Regions from separate parts of the Callithrix jacchus genome. Here region 1 is linked to region 2. The links are chromatin contacts, called in public Hi-C maps. All regions are on one chromosome and are shown on one strand. The core of a region is the stretch at or near the end of the contact, and the rest is flanking DNA. Distances in the headings are between cores, read along the strand shown.

The links. A called contact is a pair of places that touch in the nucleus more often than the background predicts.
Region 1: a contact with region 2 is called in a Hi-C map of skeletal muscle, with 16 times the contacts expected there. The contact joins two enhancer-like sites. A contact is called at or near these places in 2 of 3 Hi-C or Micro-C datasets (induced pluripotent stem cells and skeletal muscle).

The regions. Positions count from the first base shown.
Region 1 is chr5:143,669,087-143,674,926 of calJac240_pri, forward strand. The region is part of intron 2 of SPATA13 (spermatogenesis associated 13); the gene reads right to left. Among named protein-coding and RNA genes, the nearest start is that of SPATA13, 120 kb to the right of the region's middle. Within about 2 kb of position 2,610, at least 4 of the 16 cell types and tissues checked have an H3K27ac peak or open chromatin away from gene starts, as enhancers often do.
Region 2 is chr5:143,556,119-143,561,660 of calJac240_pri, forward strand. The region is part of intron 2 of SPATA13 (spermatogenesis associated 13); the gene reads right to left. Among named protein-coding and RNA genes, the nearest start is that of C1QTNF9, 99 kb to the left of the region's middle. Within about 2 kb of position 3,298, at least 7 of the 16 cell types and tissues checked have an H3K27ac peak or open chromatin away from gene starts, as enhancers often do.

The sequences.
Region 1 (5,840 bases), core at 1,360-3,859, 110 kb after region 2:
CAAAAATCATGTGAGACATGAGGGAAATGTAAGAAACCAAGCTTCAGTGATTTCCTGTGGAACCGTTTTTAGTTAAAAGGTTGTGTCCCCTAATATGCTGGTGGCCTCACCTATATAAAGGCCTAATTGAATTGTCTGGAGACACTTTTCAATGGCACCCACAAACTACATGTCTCATCCGCATCAGTGTCTGTGCAGGTTTCTGTCTGTCACAAACCCAGAGTCGTCCATGACCCGTCCCCATCTTCAGATCATTCCCTTCCGCCTCTTTTGTCTGCTGTGAGGGAACCGGTAGACCCAGGAGCCCTTGCTTGTGCTTCCCTGGAGCCAGCCTCTGGGGCGCTCCTCAGCCAGCACTGATGGAAGCTGGATTCACACATTTCTGGCCTTATGGCCTTAATCATTAAATGATGGCAGATTGGCTCTGAGAACTGGCTCAGTGCCTGGCCCTGGAAACGCAGCTCTTGGTGAGGAGCAGGGCCCGAGTGCCACTGAGTTTCTATTGCACATCTTCTGGAAGCCAGTGATTCTGATTTCATTTTTTTATTCCATTTTGGGAAGGAGTAAATTGAGGTTAAAGAGATGTATTTATTATGTCATTTAAAAAATGAGTGCAGGCTGGGCACGGTGGCTCACGCCTGTAATCCCAGCACTTTGGGAGGCTGAGATGAGTGGATCACCTGAGGTCAGGAGTTGGAGACCAGCCTGGCCAACACGGTGACACCCCATCTCCAAAAAAAAAAATGAGTGCAGTTGCCGCCTGCTGGGACGGTACTGAGAGTCTGCCAGTTTTTGGACTGCAGACTCAATCATCAACACGTGGTGCCCAGTGTTTTCCTAAGAGAGGCACTAAGACGGGCTTGGGTTCAAGTGCGTTTTCATCTCAGGAGGAAGAAAGGAAGCTGCAGCTCCACCCTAGAGCATGGAGTGCAGGGTTCAGAACTTGAAGTCTGCTGGGCTTAGGTTCTAATCCCAGTTCAGACACTTAATAGACATGTGACCACAGGCCAAGTTCTTGTCACTCTGAGCCTTGGTGTGCTCACCTGTAGAATGGAAACAATCCCTACCTCAAATGCTGTGCATCCACTGCCGCCCAGGCAGCACTAACATGTCCGTTCTCTGTCTGCCAGGACAGACCTCAGCCCAAGCTTTCATGTGACAATCACCATCATTTAATGAGTGAGGATCACAAGTCCAGAAATGTGTGATTGCAGGACTTTCATCTCAGCTAGGCATTTGGCTAATTCACAAATTAGAAGGTAAAAAACAGCTGTTGAGACATTATAAAATTGTCACTAAATTCAGCTGGACATAGGTAGCTGGGGGAGACGCTGGAGGAAGGCCCAAAGCTCGAAGAGCTGGCCTGGCTGACCTCATGGGCCACAGCCAGTGAGCAATGGGCAACATCATGAATGGGACCAGCAGTGTGGCCGCCAGCCATCTTGGGTCCTTAGTGGGTGGTTCCACCTAGACTGTGTCCAGCAGCTCTGGGGAAGAGCAGGAGCCCTGTGGCTACCAGTACACCGGGATCCCTGCAGGACTTGCCGAGTTGTAGACTGAACAGCTTCTCAGGGTGCCAGAGGCCTCTCCACAGCTTCTGTGACCTAGAGAAGCATGTGTGTAGGGGAGGGGGGATGAAAGGTACCGTGGCAGGGGGATTTCAGCAATTCTATCTTCACTCCTGTAATGCCTCAGTTTGCCCCTCTGTTAAGTGACTTTAAAATGGAATCATTCATTGATATTCGGCTAGAAATCCAAAGGTTTTCACCTGCACAGGAGCCTGAAACCTTCAGGTTCTATTAAGATTGCAGTAAAATTCAGCTACTTTTAAGTCTCTGGATGCTGTCCATGAATAAGGGTCACAGTCTACTTTTTCCTGGTGTCCTTGACTAAAAGCAAACAGAAGTGCTTAATTTGTCACTGGTGTCCAATCCTGCCCCGGGGGAGGGAGGGCAAGGGACTGATCAACAGTTTGCTGTGACAGAGATACTTTGCAGAGCATGCACGGGGTGGAGAGCAGGCTGTGCTTAGGAACTCAAGCAGGACTGGGGAGGGGGTCCCATGTACCCCTGTCTTCGGGCCTCATCCCTGCCCCTCTCTTCACGCCAAACCCTGGGCTGGCAGGCTCTGGGAACAACTGCATTGCCAGGTTTTCCTGTGATCCTTGGGGATGAGAGTGTGAGGCTGGAGAGAAAGCCTTGCTGGGTGGGAGGGAGCCCATGGCAGCAACTGCCACTTGTTTTTCCACATTTGCGATTATGCTTTATTAAAAACTTCAGGAATGGGGAGAAATGCCAGATATAAGTGAAGGAGGGGAAGGCAGCAAATCACACTGCCATGTGTGTAAATATGCAACAATCTTGCATGTTGTTCACATGTATCCCAAAACCTAAAATGCAATTAAAAAAAAAAAAACTTCAGCAAAATTTAAGTTCCTAATACTTTGGGCCACAGGAAAGCCAGCTTTACTTCTTAGCCCAGATTAGAGACTGGGTCTGTCTGCCAAGCAGCAGCCTTCTACTCGCTCCCTCCTGGGCTGCTCCTCTGACCTTGCTGCTCCACTGTGACCCTGGAGGGAGGCATCTGCTTCACTGCTGGATTCAGCTGCCACCACCCAGGGCCATGTCAACAGCCCCCACCCCTCTCCCTCCTGGAACTCAGCTCTGCCCTCAACTTCTGCTGGCTGGCCCTTCCCACTCGGTGTCCTCTATGAAACGGTCTTGGAGAGAACTCAGGAGTCTGCCTTTGCTCATGCAGCCATTCTTCCTCTGAATGGCGTCTTCCTTGGCGTTCCCAGCCATGGGTCCTGCCCTTGAACTCGTCCTTGCTGCCTCCACCTCTTCCTCTGTTCCACCTTCTCGCCAGTCCCCAAGCCTACTGACCCAGCCATCAAACTTGTCTCTTGAATTCACCCTTTTTATTTTTCTTTGTATTTTTACCGTAATACAGGTCCTTGCGGTCAAGCCAGGATGACTGCTCGTGTTTCCCCATGAGCAGCCCTCCCCCTGGTGTCTTCCTCTTGGACTGCAGCTGTCACACAGGCAGATGGGTCCTTGTAAGAAGACTCTGCGATCACAAAACTTCAGTGACTTCCCCTTGCCTGGGCTGCCAGATAAAACACAGGAGACCCAGTGAAAGCTGAATTTCAGATAAACAGACAATCTTTTTTTAGCAAGACTAGATACCATGCAATATGAATGACATACTTACACTAAAAGATATTTGTTGTTTATCTGAAATTCAAATGTAGCTGGGCCTCCTATATTTTTATTTGCCAAATCTGATGGCACTACTAGGTCTTGCCTTCATAAGCAAAGCCAAACTCACTGGGCGGCATTTATCTGACCGTTTCTGACGGTTATCTGCCATCTGACCGTTTCTATAGACTTCTCCCGCTACTCCCACAGTGAAGCTTCTCTGCTACTCAGGTTGGCAATAAACGTCCTCTAGAGTTTCCTTCATCCTCCCTCCACTTGTTTCAGTCTGATTCTCCATTTAATTCCCTCTCTCCCTGAAATGTTCTCCAGCTTCTCTGCCTTCTAAGGAGCCTGTAATGTTTGTTTACTCTGTAGCTGTGCCTTCATTCATGTGTTTTGCATTATTAACAGCACCTGGGCTAGAGAACACCAAAGAGCCAGGAAATATACTCTGGGTCTCACCTGGTAGGAGCAAGAGGCTGGCTGAGCGGGCCATGCCAGAACACAGCAGGCAGCTCCCTCCTCACTAGCCAGCATGGGAGGAAAACCCTCCCTGGAACGGGAGTTGGGCCACATGATTATGAGTAAAGTCAGGTGAAAGCAAATTCAACTTGCAGGAAGGCATGTGGTAGGAGAAGGAGCACCTTCCTCTGGATCTAGAGTCCCTTGGGTGCCCTCCTTTGTGCTGATTTCTGCACCTCGGTTCCTGCAGTTGTCCCCACAGGGCAGGGCTTCTGGACAGCACTGCCCCTCTGGGCATTTCTAAATTGGTCAATGTTGCTTATTAAAAAGCAGGCATGTCACACCTATAATCTCTGCACTTTGGGAGGCCGAGGCAGGTGGATCACAAGGTCAAGAGACCGAAACTAACCTGGCCAACATGGTGAACCCTGTCTCTACTAAAAATACAAAAACTATCTGGGCATGGTGAAGTGTGCCTATAATCCCAGCTGCTCAGGAGGCTGAGGCAGGAGAATTGCTTGAACCCAGGAGGCGGAGGTTGCAGTGAGCTGAGATCATACCACTGCACTCCAGCCTGGTGACAGAGTGAGACTCTGTCTCTAAATAAATAAATAAATAAATAAATAGCAGGCACAAGCTGGGTGCGGTGCCTCACACCTGTAATCCTAGCACTTTGAAAGGCTGAGGCAGGCAGATTACTTGAAATCAGGAATTTCAGGCTAGCCTGGCCAACATGGCAAAACCTCTTCTCTACTAAAAATACAAAAATTCACTGGGTGTGGCGGTGGGTGTCTGCCTGTAGTACCAGCCACTGGGGAGGCTGAGGCAGGAGAATGGCTTGAACCCAGGAGGCAGAGGTTGCAGTGAGCCAAGACTACACCACTGCACTTGAGCTTGGGTGACAGCACGAGAATCTGTCTAAAAAGAAATGCACAGAGCTGGGCTCTACATGTCACCCTACACATTCCAGAGTGAAGGTACCGCCTCCCCAGACCAGAATCCCAGGCGTCTGCAAACACACAGGAGGCTGAGTTAGGGGTTTATTATCCCTAGCATTTCATGATTAGTTGGTAAGTCAACAACATCAGTCCCCAGATGTGTTTCCCATAAATTGCTGTTGACAGCTTTCCTCTAATCTATACTCAAATTTAAAAAAATATATTTATAAATATATAGACATATATATAACTTTTTTGTTTTGTACAGACTGGGTCTTGCTGTGTTGCCCGGGCCGGTCTCAAACTTCTGGGCTCAAGCAATTCTCCTTTCTCTTGGCCTCCCACATTGTTGGGATTACAGGCATGAGCCACTGCGCTGGGCCACTTCATTGATTTAAAGTCAGCATTCCAAATCCCTTGAAGTCAGCCCTGCTGACTATTCGAATAGCCATGGTGTGCCCCCTGAACCTGGTAAATGAGCCCTGTGGTACTCCACCAGAGACCCTCAGAATGGAAGTGAGCAGTCATCACAAATTCATCTCCAGCTGAAGAACTGTGTAGTTTTCTTTTTTAAAGAAAAGCAAGAAAGCCAGGTTTCCCTGACATTTTGAAAGGAAACCAGGTGGTGCTAAGAGAAAGCACCCTGTGTACCTCGCACATCCAGAGCACACCACCAAGGACCCAGATCCCTTCCCGGGAACCCTGCCCATCTTAAGGGAGCATCGTAAGCAGGGTCTCCATCATGTATGGGCTCACCTCCTCCTTCCTTTCTCAAAAGCAGCAGAACTACCAAGCACAGAGACCCTTTTCCCCACAGCAAGTGCTTTCTTAGACTGCACCTGGGGCCCCTTCCCCTTTTTTCCACCCACATCTCACCAACGCTTTTAAATTGTTCAGCTCCTTTCTTCTCTCGTCCTGCCTGTTGCTAAGATACGAAAGATAATTAGGATCAGGCTTGGGAGCCTATTACAATTCTAGTCACGAGCTCTCTCTTTCCCCCTTTCTCTTTCTGAGGAGCAGAAGGAAAAATGCTTGTTAAACTATAATCCAGAAACCCTTCCACTTTCAGAATAGGTAACAGAAGTGCCAGGCGTGATGTGGTGGCTCTTGCAAACTGCACACCTGAAATCCATGCACATTGCAGAAATCCATGAAATGCTTCATTGGACTCCCACCTTGCTGTAAGGAAAATGTCAGAAAAGCACCTATGTCTCCAGATGGGGACTGTTCCCCCAGTGACAAG
Region 2 (5,542 bases), core at 2,048-4,547:
ACTCATAAGTGAGTGTTGAACAATGAGAACACATGGACACAAGGAGGAGACTATCACACACTGGGGTCTGTTGGGGTTGGAGGGCTGGGGAGGGATAGCATGGGATAGGGAGATTGGGGAGGGATAACATTAGGAGAAATACCTAATGTAGGTGATGGGGGGATGGAAGCAGCCAACCACCATGACACGGGTATACCTATGTAACTTCCTGCAAGATCTGCACATGTACCCCAGAACTTAAAGTATAATTAAAAAAAAAAAGAAAAAGAAAGAAATTCAGGGCTGGGCGCTGTAGCTTACGCCTGTAATCTCAGCATTTTGGGAGTCCAAGGCGCGTGGTTCACCTGAGGTCAGGTGTTTGAGACTAGCCTGGCCAACAGAGTGAAACCTCATCTCTATGAAAAATACAAAAATGAGCTGGGCGTGATGGTGTGTGCTTGTAATTCCAGCTACTCGGGAGGCTGAGTCAGAAGAATCACCTGAACCCAGGAGACGGTGGTTGCAGTGAGCCAAGATTGCACCACTGTACTCCAACCTGGACAATAGAGTGAGTGAGACTCCATCTCAAAATAAATAAATAAATAAATAAAAATAATTCAGAGATAAAAATTCAAATAAAACAAATTCAGCACCTTCTTCCTCATCCCATGTGCCCTGACACCCACACATGCCTGTGCCCACATCCACCCCCCCATCATCTGCTTTCACACCCTTTGCCCCATGCCTGTATCTATATCTTTACTCCACACACGTCTTTCTCACACACCTGTGCCCGTGCCCTTCCCGCACACCTGTGTCCAGGCCCTTCTCGCACACCTGTGTCCATGCCCTTCCCTCACACCTGTGTCCATGCCCTTCCCTCACACCTGTGTCTGTGCCCTTCCCTCACACCTGTGTCCACCTTCCCTCACACGTGTCCATGCCCTTCCCTCACACCTGTGTCCGTGCCCTTCCCTCACACCTGTGTCCACCTTCCCTCACACGTGTCCATGCCCTTCCCGCACACCTGTGTCCATGCCCTTCCCTCACACCTGTGTCCATGCCCTTCCCTCACATGTGTCCATGCCCTTCCCGCACACCTGTGTCCACCTTCCCTCACACCTGTGTCCATGCCCTTCCCTCACACCTGTGTCCATGCCCTTCCCTCACACGTGTCCATGCCCTTCCCGCACACCTGTGTCCATGCCCTTCCCTCACACCTGTGTCCATGCCCTTCCCTCACACCTGTGTCCATGCCCTTCCCTCACACGTGTCCATGCCCTTCCAACACACCTGTGTCCACCTTCCCTCACACGTGTCCATGCCCTTCCCGCACACCTGTGTCCATGCCCTTCCCTCACATCTGTGTCCATGCCCTTCCCTCACACGTGTCCATTCCCCTTCCCTCACACCTGTGTCCGTGCCCTTCCCTCACACCTGTGTCCACCTTCCCTCACACGTGTCCATGCCCTTCCCGCACACCTGTGTCCATTCCCCTTCCCTCACACCTGTGTCCATGCCCTTCCCTCACACCTGTGTCCATTCCCTTCCCGCACACCTGTGTCCATTCCCCTTCCCTCACAGCTGTGTCCATTCCCTTCCCACACACCTGTGTCCATTCCCCTTCCCTCACACCTGTGTCCATTCCCTTCCCGCACACCTGTGTCCATTCCCTCCCCACACACCTGTGTCCATTCCCTCCCCACACACCTGTGTCCATTCCCTCCCCACACACCTGTGTCCATTCCCTCCCCACACACCTGTGTCCATGCCCTTCCCACACACCTTTGTTCGTGCCCTTCCCTCACACCTGTGTCCATGCCTTCCCCATCATGCAAACCTGTGTTCATGCCCTTTGCCCCACACTTATGTCCATGGCCTTCCCCTGAAAAATGAAAATGCTGCTCCCCCTTAACCTTTCCCATCAAGCCAAGACCTACTCAGCCTTCAAGTGGTAGCTTACATGTCTCAGCCCCCCTTACTAATCTCAATGAATAGTTATTAGATGAATGAATGATAGATTATGATAACCACAAAAGCTACCAATTTTTAAGTATTTACTACATGTCAGGCCTCCACACTAAGGTCTTGGAAAACATGTCACTGAGTAGCCATAGAAACCTAAGAGGTCACAGGATGATTCTCATTTTGCAGACAACCAGATGGACACTTGGGAAGGTTAGGTAATTTGCCTGGGAGTCCTCCAGCTGTCCCCCAAAAGCCCACACTCTTCTCCACTTCAGTAAACTAATAAACAGAGAGGCATAGTGGGCATCTGCACCCCTCACATCTGACTCCAATTCCAGGGCCTCACGAACCTGACTATAAATAAATCCTAGCAATCTTTAGACATCAGTCAAGGCCATAGAGGCCAAAGGCAAGAGAGGAACAAGAGGAGGACATTGTTTAAAGATCTTGGGATCCGATCCCAATTTAGCTTACTCCCATCAAGTGCAGAATCTGACCCCATGCAAAGAGAAACATCTCTCTTCTGCTCCTATGCCCCACCTTCTTGATGGGTTCGGTTTTTATTTGCCCCTACATCATTTCCAGTGAGAAGGGATTCCCAGACACAGCCACAGTTAAAGGGTCAAAGGGTTGATTCCATCTGGGACAAAAGAGGCTATGACGACCAAGACCATCAGCCGATTCCATTCATCAGAAGACTGATGGGCTACGACATGCCCTCTGCAGTTTAATGCTCTAAAGGAGAAATTAGGGGGCCAGGGGAGATGTCAGTTACATGTGAATGGGCCACATAAACAGGCGTGAATCATCTCTGCCCTGTAACTAGTTGCAAAGTAAGTTCAACATTTGGTATCACCCACCTATCCACCTTCATGTACTCTAGAAGGGATAGGGAAATTTTGTCATTTCAACATCTCAGAGCCATGACATGAACGAAATTGCTTAATCAAAAGGTCGAGTCCAGCTCCTGGGCACCGACATGAGGTAGTAGTAATGGTCTCACTGTGACTCGCATTGAATACAGTTGGGAAGGCATGATTCCTGTTTTAATTCAGGGGCTTAGAGAACTTCCTGATGCCACCAGAGGGCACTATAAGACCTTTTATCACCAAGGAGGAAAGACGGGCCCAAGAGACGAGACTCGGCCTAACCTTGGTGCTGTCATGTGGCTCCTCGGTAAGTCATTTCAGTGATCTGTGCTTCAGTGCTGTCTACAGAATAAGAGGTACCAAGATTTATGCATATATCCATTTCGTGAGCATCTACGGGGTGCAAGCGTCTGTGCAGGCCCCATGAGGAATTCAAGGCAGTGTAAAGTAATCACCCATTCTAGATAAGAAACCGGCAAGAGCAAAGCAACAGTTAGTAACACATGGTGTGACTGGGAGGCAGTAAATTAGGGGGACCAGGTGTCTGACTGACCCAGGAATGAGGGGTATCTCAGGATATGGGACTTGCAGGATTGAAGCCAGCACTAGCAAATGGGGATAACTGATCACTCTACAGTAAGCTGAACAATATCATTAGAAGGATGGCTCAATGTGATAGATTAGTAAAATTAAGGTGGAAGTGGGTTTGAAAAGCTTACATAGCCTCGGTCTAACTCCTCCTCATTTTTTGAAATGAACTGCAGGTGCCTCCTTCCCCGGGAATTCCTTCCTGAGCCCCCTGGAATGAATGAAATCCCTGACTCTGCTTCCACGAGGTTTCAGGCACTCATTGAATGGGTTTTACTAAAACAGATTATAATGATGGCTTTGTAGTTACTTTCAAACAAGACTGTGCACTTGCTGAAGGTAAGAATGGTGTGCTCCGCACACTTAGATGATTTCAGTTAATTCTGATGTGAAATTGTATCAGTTATCCTGCCCTATCTAATCCATACCAAGTTAACAGGTTGTTACAAGCCACTATATTTTTATAGAGTGAAGAAGTTGAAATTTCCTAACACTCAAAACTTAAGTTATAAGATTCAGATTTCATAAAACAAAACACATGCAGAAAATCTGGGTTTCTAATTGGGACAATATGCTTTTTAAAAGACCAGTGACTTACTATTTTGTTCATGAGCTGAACAACGTGATTGTTGTGTGCTGCTAAGAATGAAACTGAAAAGCATGGAAAAAAGCCTTTTCCTGGAATTTCTGAGTAACATACCAAGCTGCATTATTTAGAACTAATACTTTGACCTCTATTAACTAACCAAGGGTTGCACTTCAATTAGTGGTTTTGTAGCAAGTCTTATAAATTGTGGGAACTCTGCCAGAGATATGAACGGAACAGAACTAAGAAGGAATTGCAGATGGGAATATTGTGAAATCCACTGTCTACAAGCTGGATTCTAGGGTGTATGAACTTTAGAATGGAACTTTTTTTTTTCTTTTAGTAATAATGAGAATTTTCTCTCTCTCTCTCTCTCTCTCTCACACACACACATACACACACACACACACACACACATTCTGACCAGTAATTTTTTTAAAAAAACTTAAATTTGAAATTCAGGAATACAGACCAGATTAAACGTACAAACAAGTAAGAAGGTTTTTGTAATATCCTTATCATGTACATCAGGGGTGTCCAATCTTTCACATCGGGGTGTACAATCTGGGGCACACAATGGAAGAACTGTCTTAGGTCACACATAAAATACACTAACAAAACTGCTGATGAGATTAAAAAACAAACAATCTCAATGTTTTAAGAAAGTTTACGAATTTGTGACGGGCAGCATTCAAAGCCTCCCTGGCCCATGGCCCACGTTTAGAGAAGCTTGATTGACATGATAGCAAAGTGACGCTGAAAGAAAACGTACTGAAATCCAGAATGCTAAAGATGAGTGCAGACCTTTGTATCACAGCTGCACACAATGTTGCCCTAGGGAACATCTGACTCCTATTCATGACAGTGAGAACGCTAGGGCCCCGCGAGGCTGAGTGGCTTACTACCATTGCTGTAGTGACAGCACAGTAGGGTGGAAATCCGAGGGTCCTGCCCTGCTACCTCCTGGCCAGAATCCATGAGTCATGCTGGACCCTCTTCCTTCCCTGCAGATTGCACTGGTCACCAGGTCTAGGCGACTCTAGGCCCTTTGTCAGCCTGGTGGCCGGCGCCTCATTCCCAGCCTGTATTACCTTACCTTCCACCTGCATGACCACGGTCCCGCTCACTGCCCACCCACCCTTCACTCTGCTGCCAGAGTCCTTTCCACACTGCAGATGGGCTGTGTCACAGAACCCAGGGTCACTGTGGAATGTCCTCTGCTTAGTATGGGACCCCTTTCCCTCCAGCAGGGCTGAGTTACTGGCCATGATCCTCATAACACCATGCCTTTGCGAGTTTCCTTATCTGCTTTCAGACTCTTTCTCGCCGTTGTTTTCTCTCTGTGTTTTGGGAACCACAATTCCCAGGTTCCTGACAAGTGGCTTCTGGCCAGTTTTGGCCATGGGCAGTGGTAGTGGGAGGCAGGGCCACAGTATTCTGTGGGAGCATGCAGCAGCTGCAGTGTCTGTGACTCCAGCTCTGCTGGGAAGCTCCTCCCTTCCAGGTTCTAGATCCTGCAGGCAGCTCCAGCTCCCAGCTCAGGCAACACACC